Linked DNA regions of Mus musculus: region 2 is linked to region 1. The links are chromatin contacts, called in public promoter capture Hi-C maps. All regions are on one chromosome and are shown on one strand. Each heading gives the region's core, a stretch centred on a gene start, on an enhancer-like site or on the middle of the called end of the contact. The rest is flanking DNA. Distances are from core to core; before and after follow the strand shown.

Region 1 (5,725 bases), core at 993-3,492:
GTGGTGTCACCATATCTGGCAAGACTGCCTCATCTAGAGGAGGAAGGTGATATTGGAGGGAACAGCATCACCCTAAGCTCCAGGAAAACATTTTTGGAGTCTTCTGGGCCTGAGAGACATTTTGGGGAGCAGGAGAGGTTACAATCACTAACAAGGTGTTTGACTGGCATTAACTTATTAAAGTCTGATCATCGGTGCCTAGTGTTGAGTTATTTTTCATAACGATATCACCTGCTTTAGTCATATGAACTCTTGCTTAAGACCTGAGGGTGAAGCATCTTAGAGGGGCTGCCAGGAAGATTTGGCTCCTCTGAGACACCCAAGCCATAAGCCACCAGGAGAAGGTTGTGGCAGGAGCCGCTTTCACCACCACCCATATTGCTATACAAGAGAGAGGAAGGAGGGACAGTGACAAGAGTGTGACGGTGACAAACATGGCAGAATCTCAGGGTGGGCACTTCACCCAAACATACTCACTGACTGGCACAGAAATGGAGATGGATTTGCATAGGGACCAAAGACACGGACGGACTCTATCACAGAATACAGGGAAGGGGTGCTGGAGGCAGAGGGGGAGCATGCCCCGTAGAGAAGACAGATGCCAGGCAGAAGGAAAAGCAGAGCTCAGAGAGCAGGGAGACAGGGAGAGAGGGAGGGAGAGAGAGACAGAGACGGAGAAAGAGAAGCAAGAAGAGAGATAAAGACAAGAGACAGAGGCCGGGCGTGGTGGCGCACGCCTTTAATCCCAGCACTCGGGAGGCAGAGGCAGGCGAATTTCTGAGTTCGAGGCCAGCCTGGTCTACAAAGTGAGTTCCAGGATAGCCAGGGCTATACAGAGAAACCCTGTCTCGCAAAAAAACAAAAAAAAAAAACAAAAAAAAAAAAAAAAAAGACAAGAGACAGAATTTCCCTCTCTTTATAGACTTCTCCCTTGATGCCCAGAGACTGGAGTTGGAGTCCCTTGGTAGGAACGGGTCATGTCAGGAAAGAATGAAAGGTCAGAGGGGTGACCCAAATGGGCACCCAGACTAGGAAGTGTCCCATCCCACCTCCAGGAAACAACCTGAGTGGGGTCTGAGTCACCCCAGCTGGGATGGCACCTTGAGGGGAACACCCTAATCCGGGGACACCCTTCCTGCCACTTTGCCATGCTATATTTAGGTTGGGGGGATGGGTGCTGGGTGACCCCCCCCCAAGGCAAGTGTCAGCTTTCCTCCTAAATATAGCTCAGGGTTAGGGGAACTAGAGTCCCAGAGTGGGGGCATGGCAGAGTCAAGGGCCCTGCCACCCAAGGAGCCTGTCTGCTGCAGAGACACCCTGCTTGAGGTCTCTCCAGCATCCTGCCTTTCTTTCTGAGGGGGTGATTTCCTCCCTCTAGGGCCCTGTTTCTCTGGGTGGGTTTTTAAAAATTATTTTATTTTATTTCATTTTATTTTATTTTTTATTTAATATATACCAGTACACTGTAGCTGTCTGCAGACACTCCAGAAGAGGGCATCAGATCCTATTACAGATGGCTGTGAGCCACCATGTGGTTGCTGGGAATTGAACTCAGAACCTCTGGAAGAGCAGTCAGTTCAGTGCTCTTAACCGCTGAGCCATCTCTCCAGCCCTCTGGGTGGGTTTTTGTCCCCGTGTCTTATGGTCACAGTTTGCTGTTTCGCTGGGCAGGTCACAGTTCTGAAAGCCCATCATGGTCTCCTCACTCTAATTACCTTGAAGTGTTCTTATCCACTCCAACCAAGTCTTCCTGGTCCCCGGCCAAGAAATTCCAGGATAGAAGACTATGTGGGGGAGCCCGGACAGTCACTGTCTCCAGGCATTGAGCCTTATCACTGCACAAGCCCAGCTGGCTAATGTCTGGCTGGGAGACCCAGGAAGGGAGACAGGAGCGGAGGGTGGGAACCTGCTCTAGACACCATAGCAATTCCCCGGTCTGAAGGGAAGGGCTGAGGTTCTGAATACTGGGTCTAAGGGAGGAGGACTGGGGTCTGGACCCGAGTCTAAAGGAGGAGGGCTGGCGCCTGGACCCCTGGGTCTGAGAGAGGAGGGGCGGAGTGTGGACCCCAGTGTCTGATGGAGGAGGGTTACAGCCTAGACTTCTGGAGCTGAAGTGGTCGAGGCCGAGCTTCCAAGGTGCCGGCCCGCGCGTGCTAGGCGGGATCCGCCGCCCCTCCTCCGCCGTCGGGCGCCGCCCCGCCTCCTCCCAGACCCAGGCCCTCCCAAGCGCAAACGGCGAGCAGCCGGCGAGCAGCGGGCGTCCGAGCTGCCAGCGAGCCGGAGGAGGAGCCGCAGCGGCGCCAGGGGCAGCCGGGGAGCAGAGAAGGGCGCCCCAGGTAAGAGCTCCTCGCCTCCTCTGGCAGACTACACGGTCCGGGTCGCCCGGCCCCCGGGTAGGGAGGGACGGGGGCGGGGCCGACAGGGGCGGGGTTTGGCGGAGGAAACTGAGGCAGGACGGAAGTCTCCCAGAGGTGGAGCGGGTCCCCTCCACCTAACTCAGGAATAGGGATCCCCAGCCCCATTTTCCTGGATGTGTGAAGCAGGGAATCTCCATTTATGAACACCTTGGAGGAGGGGCCGCAACCCTAGAACCTGTGGGTCTGAGGGAGGAGGCGTCTGGAGTCCAAGAAACTTAGTTTGCAGGAGGAGGCATCTGGGGAACCAGGTCACCTGAGGGAGGATGGTTCAGGGGCCTTGGGCCCCTGGGTCTGAGGAAGGAGGCAGCTGTGGACCTGAACAAAGTCTGAGGGAGGAGGCAGCGGGCACCCGCACTCCCTGTAATGGTGTGGTAAACTTCTGCCCCTGATCACACTCAACACTTCCCATTCCCCCACCTCGGAGCCTGGCCAGCCAGACACTCCAGGTATGCGCAGTCGGAGTCTTGGGCGGGCCCTGGCCTGTCCTGCGAGGAGCGAACATTCCAGGAAGCAGCCTCAGGGACCCAGAGCGTGGGCCGGCGGGGACCCGGGTGTCCAGGCCAGCCCCACCTCCGCCGCGTTTAGTGGAGGACTGGAGGACGGGAGGAGGGGATGTAATCTCTTCCAGTTGCCTCACCTGCCCCTCCTCTCTGCTCCCCCCCCCCCATCTGCTTCTCATCCCTCCAAAGCTGTCACCTGCACAGGGAAGGGGGGCCCTCTGGAGGTGGGCGGGGCATCTACTCCAGGGTACCCTAGGCTTTCAAAGACTCTGGAAAGGGTGGCTTTTTTTTTTTTTTTTTTTTTTGAGAGGTCGCGCCCTTCCCCCATCTGCCTATGTAACTGGTTTCCTTCCTCCCGCAGGTGGTTGCCCCCTCCCTCTCCTGAGATGTCAGGGAGGAGACTACCTGTATCCTACAAAGGGGCCCCACACAGCCTGGGGGCCCCCAGTCCCAGAGTGAGGAGGTGGAGGTGCTGCTGTTGACAGGTCTGGTATTCATTCACCTGCTGCTTTCCAGTCCTGGCCCGGCTTCTAGAATGTTCTAGTCTCTCCATATCCCTCCCAGCATCTCCCAGCAGCCAAGTCAGTCTCACACTCAGGGAAAAACGAGAACGACAGGATCCGAGGGGCTCCTCCAGGTTATAGGAACACGAGGGCCAAGTGGCACTGCACGGATTTCAGATCTTACCCATGCCACTTCTTGGCTGTGTGACCCGGTAGAAAGCATTTCTCCTTGGGTTTGACCGTCCAGCCCTGGCTGGCGTGGAACTCGTGCAAACCGGACAGGCCTCCAACTTGTGGCCATCTTCCTGCCTCTGCCTCCTGGTTGCCGAGGTTACAGGTGTGCATCACCACACCCAGTTTTGCCTTTTTGTTTAGACTAACTGGATACTTATTATTAACCTAAAAGTTAAACAATCCCCAGGTTCTAGAGCATAAGGTATTCCTAAGGTCCTCCCATAGTCTGCCACGCAACATCTGCCCTCGGGTGGGGCAGGAGGAGGGGTCCCTGACTTCCGTTACTCAGGTGTCTTTCTTCTCTAACCACAGCCCTCTTTCTCTTCAGGTGTGCAAGCCATGCTCCCTCGCCACTCCTGTTCTCTCCTCCTTTTCCTCTTCCTCCTCCCCAGCGTCCCCATGGAGCCCCACCCCCCATCCTCCACCCTGCCCCCATTTCTGGCCCCTGAGTGGGACCTCTTGTCTCCCCGAGTGGCCCTGTCAAGGGGCGCCCCTGCCGGGCCCCCTCTCCTCTTCCTGCTGGAGGCCGGGGCCTATGGAGAGCCGGCAGGGGCCCCAGCCAACCGCAGCCGGCGCGGGGTGAGTGAGACCGCACCCGCAAGCCGCCGGGGTGAGCTGGCAGTATGCGACGCAGTGAGTGGCTGGGTGACCGACCGGCGGACAGCTGTGGACTTGCGTGGGCGCGAGGTGGAGGTGCTGGGCGAGGTGCCTGCGGCAGGTGGCAGTCCCCTGCGTCAGTACTTCTTCGAGACGCGCTGCAAGGCCGAAAGCGCTGGGGAAGGTGGCCCAGGTGTGGGCGGAGGGGGTTGTCGCGGCGTGGATCGGAGGCACTGGCTCTCAGAATGCAAGGCTAAGCAGTCCTATGTGCGGGCGTTGACTGCAGACTCCCAGGGCCGCGTAGGCTGGCGCTGGATTCGGATCGACACAGCTTGCGTCTGCACGCTCCTCAGCCGAACAGGCCGAGCCTGAGGTCCAGGCTTGGGAACTGCCCAAGTTGAGGGAAAACAAAAAACAAAAAACCAAAGCTGGATGCTGAAAGGACCACAGGGGTGGCCTGGCTGCTCTACCGTGCCTTATGACTGGGAACTGGAATAACCAAAGAATCAAATCTCTCTCAAATCTCAGTCTGTGTGGAATGTATGGTGAAACCAAATGAGGTTTCAAGTGATGAATAGGAGTTCTCCCGGAGGAACTTGACATTAATAACAATAGCCAATGTTTACTATCTCCTGTTTATCAGACCTGATATATGACTTTGGCAACCATTTTAACATCAGAGGACCCTGGCTCATCAAAACGGACGAGGAAAGAACGCATGAAAAGGGGATGCATGATGCATGCGCTGGAGCTAGGCCTCCATCAGTAGGCTGTTTCTGGTTGCCTGGCACGCACACAGTCCTGGGCTCCATCCTGAACATCATAAACCATGCACGGTGGTACTCATCTGTAGGTACAGGCAGGTAGATCATGGCCATCCTTAGCTACATAGGGAGGTTGAAGCCAGCCTTGTCTGTATGAGAATCTATCTTAATAAAATAAAAGGCCTGGGACTGGGTGTTGTGGTATGTACTGTAATCCTAATGCTTAAAAGGCTGCAGACAGAAGATTGCCTGGAGGTCCAGGGCAGCCTGGGCTACATACTTAAACTGCTCTGTCTGGGGCGAGGGCAAATGGGTCAGATGGGAAAACAATGGAAGCAGCTGGCCCTGGAACCTTAAGGATGGGATCAGGGAAAGCTAGGTTCACCAGACAAGTCCCACCTGGCCAAAGTGCACAAGCGTTGCCTAGGAATACAGCATCCTGCTTTGAGCAGTGAACCCGACCACCCAGGGAGTGCAAGCAAGCATGGATACCTCCCATCCAACATGACCCTAGTCTTTTTTTTTTTTTTTTTGTTCAGCTCTGATTTGGAGACAGAGTCTCCTCATGCAGCTCATTGGAGGGTGGACTTTGAACTTTTTTCTTTTTTCCAAGGCAGGATTTCTCTGTGTAGCCCTGGCTGTCCTGGAACTCACTCTGTAGACCAGGCTGGCCTCGACTCCCTAATGCCGGCATTAAAGGCATACATCAC
Region 2 (5,725 bases), core at 1,706-4,205, 250 kb after region 1:
CCTCCACTTCTCTTTACCTTCTTGTCTTTTGCATATCATCCCAGCCTCTTCTTGTCTTTTGCATATCATCCCAGCCTTCCTGGGCCCAACAACAACACCCCGATTTCAGCAGGAAGCAGTTATGGAGGAGATTAACTAGCCCTATATCATCAACAAAAGGCTGAAAATGGTAAGTCTCAAAGAAACCCAGGGCAAATGGCTGAAGAGCCTCGTTAACAAACCCCAGTGGACCATCCACTCTCAGAATCATCCTAGTTGGCATACCCCACCCTTGACCCTAAACCTATCCAACCCCTGGGCTTCATTCCCTTCCCCTCCTCCAGCTTCTTCCATCCCTAAATATCCTCTTGGCTCTTCCTGCTGCGCCTGGACTCTCTTTCACCCTTTGCCATTTTTTTCTCCCATTTCTCGTCCTCTCTCGTTCTCATCCCCTCCCCCAGGGCTGTGTCCAGTCTGGATCCTTCCAGACTCCCCTGCATCTTTCACCCTTGTATCTAAAATCGGCTCAACCAAACCTTGAAGTCATGCCCTCATTTTTAAATGCAACCGGGCGGGTTCTGGTTTCCGGGTGCAGCCTTGCTGTAGTGGGGCTCCCAGCTGAGCTACTTTTACAGGCCTAGAAGACACTATTTTTTTTTTTTTTTTCTATGCTCATCACATTCCCCTTTGGTTTTTTTCTTAGTCTCCTTGGTTGTCACTCTGGCTTCCTCTCTGCCCCCACACCCTCTCTTCCTTTCTATAATATGTTACTTTCCCTCCCTGTCCTGGACTCTCTGGACTCTCTGGCTATTCTCTCTCATATCTACACTAAAGTCCTTCTTCTTAACCCTACCTTGGAGCTGCCATACCCCCACTTTATAGACGAGGTCTCACTAAGTTGCCCAGGCTGAATTCATTCAGTTAGCCTGGCCTTGGACTGTGCCCTTCTTTTTCAGCCTCTGAGGTATCTGGGATGTCAGGTCTGCTCCACCAAGCTCATCCTGGCACCAATTCTACGGTGGGAAAACACTGGAAAAACACACTTTGAAATCCAACCTGCTAATCTCTGGGCTTTTGATCTGAGGGCTCTGAGTCTCCTCCTGCAAACAGGAACACAGGAAGGCTTGTCTGGCCTCTGAGAACAAGGAAAGGAGGCTGTTCTGGACGAAGGACTTCAGGCTGCCTCTCTGCTGCTTCCCATCCCTCAGGAAGGGAAGCAATGGCAGGGAGACCAAAGGGCAAAGAAAGGTCAGAGCCTGCTGTGAGGTCATATCCAACTTTGGGGAAAAGATGGGGACTGTGGGGCTCAGGCAAGTGGCGCACACCTTTAATCCCAGCACACAGGAGGCAGGCGGATTTCAGCCTGGTCTACAGAGTGAGTTCTAGGGCAGCCAGCCGCACACAGGGAAACCCTACCTAGAAAAGCCGGAAAAAAGGGTGGGTTATGGCCAGAGCCATGCCCTTGGCCTTTGATTCACTTTATAGGAGCACAATGCTGACACCCGGAGCTGCTCGGGGACTACAGACTCATGTTCAGTCGCCTTTGCCGTCTTCTCAGGGGACAGCAGACTGCCGCTAAGGAAGGGAGCCAGATTCACATCACTTGTGATCCAAAGGCTAGGTAGGCACTTGGGTGAGTTTGGGAAGACCAAGGACTGTGGGAGGACTGGAAGCTGAAGCCATGGAGGACTGTAGAGCAGCAGTTTGGCTCCAGTCCAAGGCTGAGGAGGCAATGGGAGGAGCTTAGACTCTCTCTTTGATCTCTGTGGTCAGGAAGATCAATTACCATGTGCCTAGCCTCAGTTTACCTTCTGTTGGAGGGGTGCGGTATGCTGGAAAGAGGTCCCAGCTTTGAAGGAAGAATCCTTCTCCAGTTCCCTAGAAGCAGAGAGAGAAGCTCTCTCGATGTAGTCCAGGCTGATACCTAACTTAGCAATGCTCCTGCCTCAGCGTCTTGAATACTAGTATGACAAGCATAAGCCGCTGCACTCACCTCTTTCTAGCCTGTGTCCTCAGAACTGCCTTTTCCACCCAGAGCGCCCTGCCCCCAGCATCCCCTCCACATCAGCTCAGAGACAGGAGCCAGGTACATGGCTGGCTCCACCCCATCAGTGCCATTCCTGTGACTGGCACCGCTTTCTTCCTGTTCTGTCCCTGTGCCAAGGAACACTGGCATTAGGAGTCTCAGGGCAGTTTATCAGAGTAGCTGCCACATTGAAATCTCCAACAGAGGATCGGGATCCTCCCCCCCCCCTGCCCCCCATGACAGCTGCAGGTTTCTGAGGGCCCCCTAGGCTGATATGGAAGCCAAGGATACGGGAACAGGAAAATCCGGTTACATCCAGCCCAATTCTGCCTTTCATCTACTCTTGTTACTGGAATCAGTAGCAGGGAGAGAGCTGAGGATCTGAGAGGTGAAGCGGAGATTGGGGTTAAGAGGTCAACCAGCAGGGCAGGATGGTAGTCGGTGTGCAGGGAGTAGGGCTATGGGGGTGCTGGGCGAACACAGGGCTGGTGAGCCGGGAGCTTGGGAGACCCAGGGACTGGAAAAACTAAGGTCTGGGATCCCGGGATCTGGAGGACTCAGGACCTGAAGGAACTAGCTGGGGACTTGAGGCTGGGACTCCAGAGTCTGGGAGAACCAGGGTCTCTTCTCAGCAATGGCATCTCCTTCCAGAGAGCCCTGGGGTGGGGTCAGAGACCAATGCATCCAGTTCCTGGATCCCTAGGGCTCGTCAGGATTCAGGGGACCTGCCCCCAACCTCCTCACCTGTACTCACCTCTTCTGGCTGTGGTAACAGGGAAATGACCTAGGAATGGACGAACCGCAGCGTGGCTCTGCGGACTGGACGGCAGTGTGTATCTTCCAGCTTGGCTCTTCGTTCAGGACCAAGGAAACTTCCTGAGTTTAACCACAGCCCTGGATAGAAACTCCACCCAGGGTGTACCTGCTGACATCCTAGAACCAGAGAGGCTGGACCCGGAGGAGGCAGTCAAAGGTTAGCTTCCTCTCAGGTGCCTGCTGGGATGATAGCCAGGAGGGGCAGTTTGAAGAAATTGACACAGTCCAGCCCTGCCTTCTCCTGCAGATTCCCAAGAGCCTCAACCTCTGTCAACAACAACAACAACAACACTTTTTTGGATTTTTATGCATGCGTGCACGTGTGTGTGTGTGTGTGTGTGTGTGTGTGTGGCTGTCTACCCTGTTAGCAGGTGCTTTTCAACTTAAAAAAGGAAAAAAGAGCACACGTGTGGAGTCCTGAGGACTACTCTACTTTTGGATGTCCTCATATTCCGACCTGGTCGGAGTCTCCTCTGTGGCTGCCATGTTGTGTATCTCAAGCTGGGTGACTTGAGGGCTTTTGTTGCATGGCGCTCCTCTCTCTGTCCCCCCTCACTGCAGGAGAGCTAGTATTACAGCATCACGACTTCAGGTTTGGGAGGTAGGTGCTTTCATCTGCGAAGCCATCTTACTGACTCTCTTCTTCACCTTCTTTTGTGCATGTGCGGGGAATTGAACTCGGGTCCTCAGGCCCACACAGCACACATTCCAACTCTTCGGTTCTTTGGTTCTGAAGCTTTTCTTTCTTTCTTTTTTTTTTTTTTTAAAGAAATATTTTATTTTTATTTATGTGTGTAGCCTCTGTGGGCTGAGTCATTCCCTCACCCCTGGGCTTTCCTTGGTCTGGGTATTGAACTCTGGTCCACATGCTTGCTCAGCACAGCTTCACCAAATGAGTGAACTTGAGAGCCAACAGTATACAAAGATTCTTTTTTCCCCTTCCCTTTTGGTATGTAGGAAATTGAGTACAGGCCTCATGAACCATACACTCACCCCCTATGGCTGACTCTCTTTAGCTCTGAGACAGGGTCTCACTATGTAGCCCTGGTTTGCCTGGAACTTATGTAACCCTGGATGGCCTTGAAATCAAAGATCTACCTGTTTCTGCCTCTCAAGTACTAAGATGAATATAGTGTGCATCCCTAATACTATGCACGCTTAATAGATCTATGTGCACAGGAGAAAGCCAAGTACAGAGAGGGAAAGTAACTCCCTTGAAGTCACACAGCCATCTGAAGCCAGGCAAGCTGAGGCTTGGCCAAGGCCACACAAAAAACAGTTCTTGTCACTTCTGTTCACGTTCTGTTATTGTTTGTTTTGTGTGTTTGCTTGTTTGTTTTGAGACAGGGTCTCTCTAGAGCCCTGCCTGTGCCAGAACTCATTATGTATGTAGGCCAGACTGATCTCAAACTCCCAGCGATCCATTTGCCTCCTGAGTGCTAGCATTAAAGAAGTGCCACCAATATTAGGATAAAGTGACAAAAAGGGTACCTTTCCTCTGCTCTGGGAGAGCAAAAGGCCAATTTGGAGTGGGGACATGAGAGAGAGAGACAGATACTGAGAGAGACATAGAGAACTAACAGAGAGAGAGAGAGAGCGCGTGCGCGCGCGCACGCGCGCGCCTTTAGAGGGGCGCTGTTGCTATGCAACTCTCAGCGCTCTAATACTGGAGATGTGCTGCACCTGTCTTTGGCAGGCAATGGCGATGACATAAGCTGCTGCCAATGAGTTACTCAAAACCAGGCTGGCAGGCTGCCGAACTTACAACAGCCACACCCAGCAATTTTTTTACTATTTGCAATTTTTATTTTTGCTACAAGGGATTGAATGGTACACCATTTGTGCTGATTGGTTGTATCACCACCAAGTTACCACCCCCAATTCTAGTTTGTTTCTTCCTTCCTTCCTTCCTTCCTTCCTTCCTTCCTTCCTTCCTTCCTTCCTTTCTTTCTTAAACTTCTGTCCACCAAGGTATAATGAATGGCCCAGGCCTGTAAGCACAGACTCAGGTGGCAGGTGCAGTAAGACACACCAAATTTGAGGCTAGCCTTCCATACTGAGTTCCAGGCAAACCAGGGCTACAGAGGGAGGCCCTGTCTCAAAACCCCATGATCCTGTGATGGAGAGATGGCTCAGCAGTTGAGAGTTCTTTCTGCTTATGCACAGGGCCTGTGTGCACTTTCCAGTGTGTATTTTGGGTGTTGGAGTGGGCAAGGGCAGCCTCAGATTTAACTGCAACTCTAGCTCCATACAATTGAACAAATGTTAAAACAACAAAAACCTAGCCCAGCAATGATGGCTCCCGCCTTTATCCCCAGCAGTGATGGCACCCGCCTTTTTATCCCCAGCAGTGATGGCACCCGCCTTTTTATCTCCAGCAGTGATGGCACCCGCCTTTTTATCCCCAGCAGTGATGGCACCCGCCTTTTTATCCCCAGCAGTGATGGCTCCCGCCTTTATCCCCAGCACTGGGGAAGCAGACCCAGGAGGAGCTCTAGGTTTGAGGCAAGTTCTAGGAATTCCTAGCAAGTTCCTACAGCTAGGAATACACAAAGAAACCCTATCTCAAAAAAATAAAAAGAAATGAAACAAAATTAATTAATTAACACCAAACTCAAAGCAAAAAATCAAAAACAAAACAAAAACAAAAACAAAACTCCCAGGAACAAATGCAATAATATATAAGTATAAAATTATTTTAGACGGTAACCTAAACAATTAATTTTAAAAAATTTCTGGAGGGCCTGAAAAGATGGCTCGGGGGATTAAGAACATGACCACAGTTCAGTAACCAGCTTTTACATTGGGCTGCTCACAACTGGAACTCAGGATACAGAGGATCTGGTGCCCTCTGCTGGTCTTCACAGGCACCTGCACTCATGTGTACATAACATACACACAAAC

What was found. Promoter capture Hi-C pulls out the DNA fragments that hold promoters and counts their contacts.
Region 2: a contact with region 1 is called in a promoter capture Hi-C map of liver, with 5 times the contacts expected there. The contact joins the promoter of Fut2 here to the promoter of Ntf5 in region 1. A contact is called at or near these places in 9 of 39 promoter capture datasets (the 3T3-L1 cell line, the HPC-7 cell line, hematopoietic stem and progenitor cells and 5 more), 2 of 115 datasets of contacts at active chromatin or transcription factors (embryonic stem cells and pancreatic cancer cells) and 4 of 9 other capture datasets (adipose tissue, liver, macrophages and 1 more).

The regions. Positions count from the first base shown.
Region 1 is chr7:45,411,453-45,417,177 of GRCm38.p6, forward strand. Ntf5 (neurotrophin 5) reads left to right here and starts at 2,243. Exons shown (of 3, transcript NM_198190.1): 1 at 2,243-2,336; 2 at 3,279-3,402; 3 at 3,983-5,725. The coding sequence starts at 3,994. The coding sequence ends at 4,623.
Region 2 is chr7:45,663,439-45,669,163 of GRCm38.p6, forward strand. It overlaps Fut2 (fucosyltransferase 2), which reads right to left and starts at 2,956. Exons shown (of 3, transcript NM_001271993.1): 1 at 2,760-2,956. It overlaps Gm39008 (a long non-coding RNA gene), which reads left to right. Exons shown (of 5, transcript XR_882068.2): 2 at 75-169; 3 at 1,465-2,978.